2 separate regions of the Drosophila melanogaster genome follow, and region 1 is linked to region 2. Evidence: chromatin contacts called from public HiChIP or PLAC-seq data. All regions are on one chromosome and are shown on one strand. Each heading gives the region's core, a stretch centred on a gene start, on an enhancer-like site or on the middle of the called end of the contact. The rest is flanking DNA. Distances are from core to core; before and after follow the strand shown. Region 1 holds the start of CG4301. Region 2 holds the start of CG16952.

The links. HiChIP or PLAC-seq counts read pairs in DNA pulled down with a chosen protein or histone mark.
Region 1: an H3K27ac HiChIP or PLAC-seq map of the Kc167 cell line shows a contact between it and region 2, with 5 times the contacts expected there. The contact joins the promoter of CG4301 here to the promoter of CG16952 in region 2. A contact is called at or near these places in 4 of 107 Hi-C or Micro-C datasets (the Kc167 cell line and the S2 cell line) and 1 of 6 datasets of contacts at active chromatin or transcription factors (the Kc167 cell line).

What each region holds. Positions count from the first base shown.
Region 1 is chrX:16,403,096-16,409,476 of dm6, reverse strand. CG4301 reads right to left here and starts at 3,968. Exons shown (of 9, transcript NM_001258783.2): 1 at 3,745-3,968. The coding sequence starts at 3,747. CG9981 reads left to right here and starts at 4,355. Exons shown (of 9, transcript NM_001272682.2): 1 at 4,355-4,688; 2 at 4,762-4,980; 3 at 5,914-6,197; 4 at 6,259-6,381. The coding sequence starts at 5,996.
Region 2 is chrX:15,868,264-15,874,545 of dm6, reverse strand. It overlaps CG16952, which reads right to left and starts at 4,363. Exons shown (of 6, transcript NM_001298375.1): 1 at 4,058-4,363; 2 at 3,023-3,185; 3 at 2,577-2,687; 4 at 1,932-2,516; 5 at 1-1,854. The coding sequence starts at 2,354. It overlaps Gapdh2 (Glyceraldehyde 3 phosphate dehydrogenase 2), which reads right to left. Exons shown (of 2, transcript NM_080714.4): 2 at 4,885-6,228. The coding sequence starts at 6,210. The coding sequence ends at 5,212.

The DNA of each region.
Region 1 (6,381 bases), core at 2,719-5,218, 540 kb before region 2:
AAGATTCACCTAATATTCAATTTTTCAGAGATAAACTTCACCAACAAAAGTGAAAAAATAACAGCATAAATATGTATTAAACTTGGTGGTTGGTAAGTAGCTTGCGCAATCGCTTTGCAACCTAAACAAATATCACGCATACGCCACATAAGCCAGATGTAATCTTATACCAAAGAATTCTAACTGCTGACTTTCTTCAAATAGTGAAAAATAGGCACTACCTGTGTACTAAAAATCGTTTACCAAAATCCCAAGCCCAACACACACCTTATGCCAATTCCATAAAAATGCGTCTTTCAGATGAAAGGACTCCTGATCTGCCCACGGTGTCTGGCGATGGGCTCCCAGGCGATCTATGCGTCGAAATCCGCTCAGATGGTCATGGCCAAAGAAATTCATTGTTCATCATTCCAGAATTGGCGCATTTGGTAGCGGTGTGACCACGGACGCGCCCGATCATCGCTCAGAAAGCTTTATCCTCAGACTCAAGCCGGTAGTTGATTTTTCCGGACAATGGAAAACAGTTTTCCTTTTCTTTTTATTTTTTTTATTTTTATGTACGACAATTCTCGTGTTGTGGGGCAATCACATTTTCAAACACCTGCTTGTGTTTATGCGGTCACTCGTTATTTGGCTATTGTTAATTATTGTTTATTCATCGACCGAATGGTCGCACATACATACATACATACATACATATGTACATAGGTCTTGTATGCACAATGGACCGGACCTTTGTAAAGTACGTTTTTATGAATGTTTTTTGATAGTCCAGCTATCTAACTATTAAACGAATGTTTGAAACGATGTGCTAATGGAGTTTAATCACTATTACAGCGTGGCCAATAATTTTAAGCACTCGAATACGGTCCACCCTAATGCACATACAACCATTTGTATATTTATCGACTTTTTCTCAGCACACTTAAGTGTATAACCTTAAAACGATGTTAAGTGGGCAATTTTAACACTTCAATTGAACAGTTCTATGGTGCACATTGGAATCCACATAGGCACAACGATTTTTTTTATAGATTTGTACTATATATCAGTGCGTATTTGCATATGAATTTACATATGTAGATAATATCCAAATGTATTTCACACACCGCAATATCTAGTCTATATCACATCATTCAATAATATCCTTCCGGGATACATCTATGCGTAGCCTAATATCTAATGGATCGCGAGAGAGCCGCGTGATGTGCGCCAGTGCAAAGCCGTTCTCACACTGAGAATTCGATCTGCATTTCTATGGCAATTCGGATGCCATACCTATACCCATGCCCGTACCCATGCCCGTACCCATACCCGTATCCATACCCATTCCCATTCCCATTCACAGCTTCAAAAATCGGTCGTACGGCCGCAGCTTCACATTCAGCTTCGGGCATCCAATAAAAAGCTCAAAAACTTATTGACGTCGCCAGTTCAAGTTTGCGATGTACACCGCGGCGACACATGAAGAAATTCAGACATTCGGCAACTAATAGGTTCAAAGTGCATAGTTAATTTGGCGTATTGTCAATTCGATGACGTCCCCCACTCAAATCAAATCTCATAAAATTCAATTGCTTAAGAACTTGCACTGACTTTCTCATTAAAAAGCTTTCACTCAACATATGTTTTTTTGCAAAAGGAAGTTCAGTTTTGAAAGCAATTGTTTATCTTTAAAGCAAAAAAAAAAGAAAAGAATTCTATTTAAAAGTTCCATGCTAATAGATTACAAAATTAGTAAATGAAGTACTTTAGTACTGATCAATTTCTCGGAGCCACAATGAATCTTTAATTCTATTTTAAAACGACGCCAATTTTAATTTATAAACATTTCACGTTCACATATGCTTATGCTTAATAATAGCAGTTTTCTATTAAACATAGCCAAACTGTTCATGAAAACTCTCTTGGGCACTTTTCAGAGATTTGCATTTGAAAAACATTAGCTTTACCATAAATTGTTTAAATATTATAACAGCGCTAAATAAAGACTGACTCACACGTTGTCACATGTAAATGTCGATCAGTCAACTTAGGAAAAGAAAACCAAAAAAAAAACCCAAATATTTTGAAAAACCCAACCATTGGTGGAGATTAAAAACCAATTGGAAAAACTCGGGATTTCCAAGCCAGCCAAAAGAATCGTGCGATGGAGATCCAAGATTATAAAGTTGCAATCCACTTTATCTAAGCGACGCTATCTATTTTTCACACTCGCATATCGACAAACGACGTTGCTTTATAGCTGAGGCTTATCTAATATATAGAAATTCACTGATGGATTTGGAGACACACTCACACACGTATGTACATGTACTGAAGAAAACCTTATGTTCACTGTTTTTTTTTTGCTGTTGATATTACACAACATCGAGCTGTGGACTCACCCTTTTCTGAAACAATCTCTCGAAGAACTTGCCCATGATGATCCCTTGACTTTATCCACTGCGCTGGGGCTTCAATCCTCACGAGGTTCATTAACAATTGTTGAGAGGTATTGGGGACAATGTGGCACCGACGCGAAACAATAGCATAACTGACTAAAACTGACCGATTTTGGTATCTCTCTAAAATACTTCGTTACCACGAATTCGTCGTATTGCTTATCGGTAATAACAGTTTTTTTTTTTTCGTCTTTACTTTTTTTTTTTTGTTTTTTTTTTTGAAACCAATAGCCGACTAGCCAGGTAATCTCTTCGCTAGATTCCGATGAGTAAGTTATTTCCGATCAATTTCCAATTGCCGAAGCTCGCACACTCTCGTTCAGGATAGACCAATCCTCTCCGAGGTGTTTGAAAGTAGTGTTCCATCGAGTTAACATGATTGTTGCACTCGGTGCGTTGTTATTGTTATAATGGTACGCAACACGCTATTATTGGCTATCAGATGATAGATGTTTAGGGAGTGCAATGCATTCGAGTCTTTTGCTTTCAGTTAACAGCGAACAACGTGCACGTGCTCATGAGAGCCACCGTCTGCCAAGACGTACTTGCTCAACTGATTAACTGAGATCCGTGCAAGAGCACCGGGTCCATAGTCCCTCCCATATCCTCACCCAGTGTACATTCTCTTCTTGGAGCAGCCAGTATTGAAGCTTTCCGGAGCAGCGAGACCCACCCATATCTAACCGCCTATATGTAGACTGCCAAAAAACTGATAAGATTATGAGTACGTATATCTAGGTGGCGAGCACATCAGCTGACTAATCGGCACCGTGCCCGGGATACATTTGGAGCGACATTTGGATGGCATGTTTCCCACTTGGGTTGGGTTCACTGTAGTGCAGAGCGTAAGATATATATACGTATATCCATCCAGCCGTTCGTCACCATGATCGTGGTTAAATTCTATCCAAATTCAACATCTTCTCGTCATTTTACGGTCCATAAATTTCGATAAGAGAGATACGGATATCGACGACATCCAGGGGCAGTTCTTTTATCACAAAGCTTTATCACTTTAAAGGCCATATGTAGTGGAGAACGATAGCTTTACACGACCACCTTGTATTTCACAATTTAATTGGCGTATTAAGTCTTAAGTCGTAGGTCTTTGAGATAGTTTTGTAAATTGAATAGTTGGTTTTTTTTTTAAATATTAAAACATAATCTTTTCGCACACACACACACACACACACGATTCTTCAAAACCCATGAAGCTATGCTAATTTGTTGCAGAATGTAAAAATATTCGAATGCCAGAATGTTTTCTTAGTTGAAATATCTGAGCGATGGTCAAACCTACCATTTTTCTGGCGATTAATTTGAGTTTGAAGAGTTGTAGTGCTGAGTCGTTTTGCACCGGAAGTCCTCTGGCCAAACAAACGGGTAAACAAACAGCGAGCTTTGCGGGCGAAATAAAATATATGTATGTACAAGACCGCTTATGGATCACAGATATAATATATATAGACTTTTGTATATATACTATACATATAGATTATTGTACACAGAATCGAAAGGAAAGAGAGACCTTCCACGCGCAAACTGATCTATTGGCAAACTGTCGAAGAATTGTTGATACCGATACCACGAACAAAGTCGCCATTCACATGGGCTAGCCTGGCGGACCTTTCCATGCATGTTCATGTATATTATATATATGTATATATATAAATATATATATGTGTGCATATATACGCCATTATTTATTCCCATAGCCAAACCCATACCGTACCCATATCGCACCCAGGCCGGGGTTTTACCAACATTTAGATACATATTCCTAAATGCGTTCATAGTCAGTGCATTGGCACTCTTTAATAGTTGGTAGTACCATGCTGGGCCATACGATCCTCAGAGCTACTCTCTTAGCTCATTTTTTGTTTATTTTTTAATATAGATTTTGTTTTTTTCGCTCTCGCGAGCGAATAAGCCAGCGGTTTTGTAGAAGAGATAATGTCGATAACAACAATCTTATCGCTCAACATTGAACGCATTGAACGGACTTCACACACGAACACATTACATATCCGTCGGGGCTTACGGACAAGCCTATCTAAAATCGTGCAACTTCCACATTGACTCACTTATCCCAAAAGCGAATGTTCCATGACCGATGAAACTTATAACGGGCTTCGACATGAGTCAATGGTAAACTATTCGCGAATGGTATGAAGACTATACGATAAGAAAAGAAAGGAAGTCAAATATAATAATCCTATCTATGTTGCATTTTTGCATTTTGGTGTAAGCTACCATTACGGAGGAGATATTAAGTAAGTTGTGAATGGCAAACGTATGATATGATAATCAATTACAGAATATGATAATTACATGCACTTTGGAGCCATAGGAAAACCACCCATCAGAAGGCATTCGTGGAGAACAGAGGCCATGATCTTAAGCATAAGCTAGCAATGGAGGATAAGCCAACATGGCGGATGAGTAATATTTTAAACATATCGAATGTTTTCAAGCATCCTCCATATTTGCCCTATTAATACCTCTTAACATAGCTAACTAACAATGTCAGTTTTAAGTTAATTTTCTATTTTTTAATTAACTCTTGATTTTTATAAGAATTTCAATAAAATAAAGAATGTAAATTTTTTATGTTAAAGCTTTGCCAGAGACGGTAACCCATTTAAGCTTTAGCAAAAGCTTTATGGCGTTAGCTTTTAAGCTGATCGAAAATCAACAACGACATTCATTTCCACATTCGGGAAAAAGTTTATCATATAGATTATAGATTATAAATTACACCATTGGGTATAATTTACACTATATTTTCGGGCTTAAAATACTTACTTTTAGTTCTTTCTTGCCCACATATCAAATAAACAAGAAGTAATTATAGGGTATCGCCTAGTCGGCTCTATAGTTGTCTACGAATGCCCAGAAGCAGAGAGTCCATAGCTCAAAGACCTTCATTTACTTTTGAAAATAGCCCCAAGTGCCACTGCTATAATCTAAGTGTTTAGCTGATTAGACCAGTGATTAGGGTAGTATGTAAGCCGATATCAGCTGGATTTGATATTCGAATTTAAGAAAGGCGATAGTACTAATCAGTTAAGGGAAAGCGTTGGCACATTTGGTGTGAAGCAATCTTTGAATGCTTACAGCAGTTCGACATGGTTTGAAGAGGAATGGCCAAATCGATGATATGGCAGCCAAAAATATTAAAATTCAATTTCATTATTAATAATCTGACATGACATGAGTCCATCTAATCTAAGCTGCGAGCGTGCCTAATAGCTACAACTTAGCTTGGACTAATCTGTCATCGGCAAAACGACGGAAATAAGTATAGGCTTCTTTTCAATGGGATACCTATTGTGACAGGGCCACTTGGGAGCCAAAATAGGTTTTATATAAGCGGAAAATGGAACATTATCTTTATCATATGCCAATTTATGTATGTGGCTAATTCAGGCTGGCTAACTTCAGTTCAGTCTAACGTCTGCTCCGAAAGGCACCACGCGTGCCAACCACCTAATGATTATCCGAATGAGCAAATATTACACTCTATATAGTTCATTAAATACTGGTAACGAATGGGAGCTGACAAGAAAAAGTCTGCGGATCCGCTGCGGATTCAGATTGGCGGCATCGAGAGTCGCCAGCAGAAGCCTCTCAATCGGGTGACGACCACCAAATACACCTGGTTCACATTCCTGCCCCTCAACTTCTACGAACAGTTTAGGCGGGCTGTTTACTTTTACTTTCTGATCATTACAATTGTATCGTTTTTCGTAAGTAAGTACGTTTACTCTTCCAAAATTGGACAATTCTCAATGGTCGATCCCTTGACAAATAGACGAAACGATATCGCCATTGGTTTCCCTGCTACCCCTACTCTTTGTAATGATCATTACGGCTCTAAAGGAGGGATTGGAAGACTACTCGAGATCGAAAAGTGATAAGCTTGTGAATACAGCCA
Region 2 (6,282 bases), core at 3,114-5,613:
ATTTCTGCCCGGATTGGTTTGCAGGGCACTTTCCAAAAGGTCGGACACCTCGTCGGGCAGATTGAATTCCCTAACAACGCGCAGCCGTATCTGCCGATCGATCTCACTCTTCGAGGAGAGCGGCAGTAGCAATGCTCGCTGGCACATGGGCGATTGGCGCAGCTTGTGCTCCCGCTTGCGCATGGCCAGCAGCGTTTGGTTGTCCGGTGGTGGAATAACAGCGGCGCCTACTAATATATCAACATTTCCGTCCGTACTACGATTTTCTACTGTGCTAAGATCACTATTCGCCTTTGAATTCATATGCGAGACCATGTACAGTGTATCGGGAATATCGGGAGGATGCCGACACCGGCGCATTCGCATTAGCTCAACCTGATGGTGTGACGATGACATACGATCCTCCAAGAGCGCCTTCACCTCCTCGAAATAGGGCATGAACAGGCGTGGCCTAACGTACAGGCCCTGATTTTTGCCGCCACGAATCCAGGCATTGATACGTAAATTCTCCCGATCATCGCCGATCATATGCGAAGGTGGTGTGCTGACGAGACCGCGCCGGATCGCCTGGCAAAGGACCTCGCAGTGAGGCGGCAGGACGTGATCCATGCGCACCAGTGGCAACAGTTCCGATAGTATCTCTCGTAATTCTATATCACTCAGGTCGCGTTTCTTGACACCCTTGCGCGCCACCGAGTGGGCTGTGTGGGACAGCAAGTTGGGCTCCCGATCCTCCATACGGCGAATTAGCTCCTGCTCGCCCCATTTGAGAACGGCCTGCAGTACCTCCAGTTCGGATGCTTGTAGAAAGTTACTATGCAGAATGTGTATTAACTGAGATTTATCGAGTTGGTGCAACACCGGCGAGGAGCTAACAGCTGCGAATTCCTCGCGTAAATACTGACAAGCTTGGCGAAAGACCCAGGCGGAGCCATGCGGCTGGCAGCCCCACTTGAGGACCGTGGGTAGCGTTTCAATGGACAGCCATTCGAGAATCAAATCCTCACAGCCCTGTGCCAATATATCCAGCTCCAGAAATCGACCGATCTGATATAACTCCATGGCCTCCTCCAGAGTCGTTGGCCGCACCCGGCCGGTATTGGTCAGTGCGTGCACTTCGCCAAGCGAACCGGCCGAGGTGCCGGAACCTACGCCACGTAAAATCAATGACAAGTCCACCGAGTCCAAGTAGATGGCCTGCAGCAATACTCGTGCATATCTTTTTGGTATAACAGTTTCGTCCAAAACGATGCGCGTGGGCACGTGCAACGAGCGCTCCACATACTCGTCCATGTTCCGTGTCCGGCGCGCAATTAGATTGCGAAAGAATGGCGATCGCGCGCTCAATATCGCTTTATGGCAAGGTAGTTCGATCTTCGGCCGGAAGCCGTACTCCGAGGTTCCCGAGTCTTGTCGTAGATAGTCGTTGCTGCCATCTGCCGTGAAGACGAGTGCTGCGTCAGCATAATCACCTGTTTCCAGCAGATAGCGCAGATCGTGCTCCAATGGATTCGGTGTACCGAAATCCTTGCCCAATTGCCGCAATAGAGTAATGTCAATGTTAGGATCATGGGGGCACAGATCACCAGTGTATAGGTAGCGCAATAGCGACGAGAAGAGTTGTACATCAATGGGGGATGTGGGTAGTTCGAGACATATGCGCGCACCGAAACCAGGACATCCTGCCAGCAGGTCCCGAAAATATACACAGCGTGCCGATAATATTGCACGATGGACTGAGAATATCGTTCCACGAAAGACCAGATCACAATCGGTGCACAAGTTCTTCTCATAGATGGCAGCCAGGTCCTGCTTAAACGTTGCCGCCGGCGGTCGTGCCAGTTCAGCTTGCACCTGGAAAATGGGAATTGAACGGAAGGGAAGTGATTAACATGGGCGCACGGATTGTGTTCGATTTTCGTTTTGCTAACCGACAAATCCCTCAGAGCCGACAATGCCTCGAACTCCTCGCACAGAGCTGCCAGTTCCACGGGTGCCCAATCGGATACAAAGTCGCGCAGGACGCGAGCGTGATCACAGGCTTTCGAGGAGCGCCGTCGTCGTATGAACTTGCGTTTGAGTGTCGCAAAGCCGGTGGCACGCTTCCGTCGCTGATCCCGATGGTAGTGAGCGCCACTGATGACAATGCCCGGAGCTGCACCTGCATTCCCACTGGGGCCGCAACTACTGCTGCTTCCGAAAGCACCCGAGCATCCACCGCCACCTCCTGGAATCTCCCCCATGCCCGGGGGCATAGCCGATAGGTTCCCATTCGAGTTGCTGGCATTGCTATTGGCTCCGCTGCCCGACGAGGCCGCCGTGAGATAGCTGCTGCTCGACGTGTTGGCTCCCATTTTGAGTGTAGTGCCAGGTTCAGATGCCAAATACTAAACTGTCTGCGGTACTTGGTGTAGGTGCTTCTATGCAGGACACGCACAGTGGGTAATATCTTTAAATTTCATGCTTCTAATGCCTGTATATACGGTTTTTAGCAGCGCGTTAATAACAACCTGGTTCTGAAAAAAAGCGATCTATAAGATACAACATAGCAACTATATAATTTATTTGTTCGTTACCTTTTTGTGCAAGGATTCTTTCAGCATTTTATAAATTCAGCTTTGGGAACTCCTTGAACCCTTAACAAAAAAGTATTTTCTCGTGAACATGATGACACCAGACAGATCTTTCTGAAATTAAGATAAAAACAAATTTAGTAACATATTTTTAAAGAAAAAAGAAAATAATATTGTTAATATCAAAGTAACTATATTATCATTCTTTTCTAGCTAAAAAAAAAAACAATAGGTTTCCTATAAACATCAATGTTAATCTTGTTGCTGCTAACATTTTAATGTTATGTTATCGAAAAACAAAAGTTAACAGTTGTTTCAAGTTGTGGCCACGCCTTTTCCGCCCCCTCACATGTAAAAAACTCGCAGGACATGCATTTTTAATGTTTTTGGAGAGAATCTCTTGTTAATTTTAGTTTTTCATATACCTTATTTAAATAACCAGTACAAACCTGTGCTATTGCATTCAGTCTTCGAGATCCAATTGTTTACTGTTTTTGATAAGAAGCCAACCGATTGGCCAGCTTAAAATCCTAGAGCCCCCAAAAGTTATTCATGTTTGCAGGAAAGTTTAGCCTTGAAAAATTTGTTTCGAGCCTAAATAATGTTGTTTATCTGGAAGATATTGTTTTAAAAGATATAAATTAGCACACACATGCACGCATACATGGCAACATATCGACAAAATAAACAACGAAAAGTGGGACCATTATATTATGTACATACATAGATTTTTGAGTAGGTGCTACATTGACCCACATATGTATGTATATATTTGAAACTAAATGGGACATTCCCACTTAGAAAAATAAGAAAATCACATTTTAAAGCTGTAACAGCAAGCATTTGCTTTGCATTTGAAGGGAATTTGTTAAGCAAAAGTAGAAATATTATGAATCTTTTTACAAACTTCCACTGTTACATTTTTGAAACCATTAAAAGCAAGCACTTTACATTCTAATATTTCGTTTCTCTTAAATCCACAAAATACATACACACATATATACTCTTATGTACACACGAAGTTGCCAATACGACAGTGCCATATGTACATATGTATATGTATGTATAAACAGTTCACATCTGCAGCCAAATACACATTCTTACAAGACTTTTTCCAGCATTTTTAACCGCTATTTAAATTGGACTATATTTTCCAAAACTCATTCATGAACAACATTGAAATGTTAAAATTACATGCACAAAAATAGATGAGCATATGTATAGAGAAACGCACTGTTGCACATGTGCAACTGAACATCTATTAAAATTTCTATACATGTGTACAATTTGCATTGAAAAACATTACAAGTTACGGTATAATGTTAACAAAGATATTCGAAATGTTTAGCCACCGTTTATAAATATTAATTATTAAAGCGTCCGCACGTATATCTCCAACATACATACATATGTATATACCAATATGTATACAGATTTATGTTCACTACGCACATACGTAAGATGTGAACTCGAGATGATTTTACCCGATGCACTTATGTTTCATTATATTTCGTTGGGGAAAATGTGTACCACACACACACTGCACAATCGTTAAATTCGCTCGGAAAACATACTCTTTGTTCGCCCCGTCAGTTTTACACAAGTTATGGCGTTTTCACTCGGTAACTTTCATTTACATTCATCAAGAACCAGAAGTCTTGAACTCTTATGCTGATTTGTGTCCGTTTGTTGCTACTGCATGTTGAATAATTCACATTTTATTTTAAGGTTTCATCAATTGATTATTTTATTTACATGCCAGTATTAAAATGTTCTGAAAATTAGTGTGCCCGTGTGAGAAAATTAATCGAAAAGACGGTATAGCAAGCGATTAAATATCGATAACGATATAATGGTGAAGTGCTGTTGAAATGATGCAGTCAACCAAAATATTTGATTATATTTGCCAATTATGCAAATATAAATCGGCAGAGAAACATTATTTTCTCAGAAATGTATCCAAAAAGCCAGGCTTACACAGACAATATGCCACCGTTAGTCTCTCCAAATATCGATAACTTCTGTTTATACATTGCTTCAACTGAAGGGTTTAAGGTCGCTCTTATCGAAATCTGTAAAAGCCCGATTTTTGCCGATAACAATACCATAGAATCAGGCTCATTTAAAATTATTTGAAAACTTTAACAAGTTATGTAATCATTCAAAAACCAATCGACTTAAAAAAAATATCGACACATTTCTGTTATATATATATTACTTCCAAATATAGCAAATGAAAAAAACAATTTAAAGTAATACTCATACTATTTTAGGTATTTCAACGGTTTATACCAAATAAAAAGGCAAAAATAAATATTTAAATGCTTATGAGTCGGCATTTTTAAAACTACACACAGAGTGAAACTTTATTCAACAACAGTAAACATATTTATGTGTATAATGGATGTATTATATTAATAATTTTCCAATGTGGCTGGTAATTGAAGAGCGAAAACAGTAGCATTTCAGAGCATAGCGCATATGTATGTAGGTGATGCTCCACCGGGGAGCAATATATATATAAGTTATGTGATGCCATTTTCAGGCCGTTTCTGAAGTGTCTCACCCCATTCTACCGCGCCCTAATCTTTAACTTTTACGTAGAGTGTGGGTGGGTAGTGTTCTTGGTGTTCCACATTTAATCCTTGCTCTGCATGTACTTGATCAGGTCGATGACGCGGTTGGAGTAGCCAAACTCGTTGTCGTACCAAGAGATCAGCTTCACGAACTTGTCGTTTAGCGAAATGCCAGCCTTGGCATCGAACACCGACGAGTGGGTGTCGCTGAGGAAATCGGTAGAAACGACCTCCTCATCGGTGTATCCCAGGATACCCTTCAGGGGTCCGTTGGCGGCCTCCTGAACCTTGGCCTTAATTTCATCATAGGACGCACCCTTGCCCAAGCGCACGGTCAAATCGACCACGGAAACGTTGGGAGTGGGCACACGGAATGCCATTCCGGTGAGCTTACCGTTGAGGGCGGGGATAACCTTGCCCACGGCCTTGGCAGCTCCAGTGGAAGCTGGAATGATGTTCTGGGCAGCGCCACGTCCATCACGCCACAACTTGCCGGAAGGTCCATCGACGGTCTTCTGGGTAGCGGTGGTGGCATGAACGGTGGTCATCAGACCCTCGACGATCTCGAAGTTGTCGTTGATCACCTTGGCCAGAGGAGCCAAGCAGTTGGTGGTGCACGATGCGTTGGAGACCACCTTCATGTCGGGCTTGTAGGCATCCAAGTTGACGCCGCAAACGAACATGGGAGCATCGGCGGATGGGGCCGAGATGATAACCTTCTTGGCACCGCCCTTCAAGTGAGTGGATGCCTTGTCGATGGTGGTGAACACGCCAGTGGACTCCACGATGTATTCGGCACCAGCGCTGGCCCAGTTGATGTTGGCCGGGTCGCGTTCGCTGAAGACGGTGATCTTCTGGCCGTTGACCACCAGGAAACCGCCCTCGGCGGCAACGGTGCCCTTAAAACGTCCGTGGGTCGAATCGAACTTGAACAGGTAGACCATGTAGTTCACATCGATGAAGGGATCGTTGACGGCCACAACGTTGGCGCCCTTATCAATGGCGGCGCGGAGAACCAAGCGGCCGATGCGACCAAATCCATTGATACCAATCTTCGACATGGTTAACTTTTTGTTTATCTGGAAAGTAATGTATGTATATGTAAAGCAGTTAGTACTTGGAAAGTTTTCCGC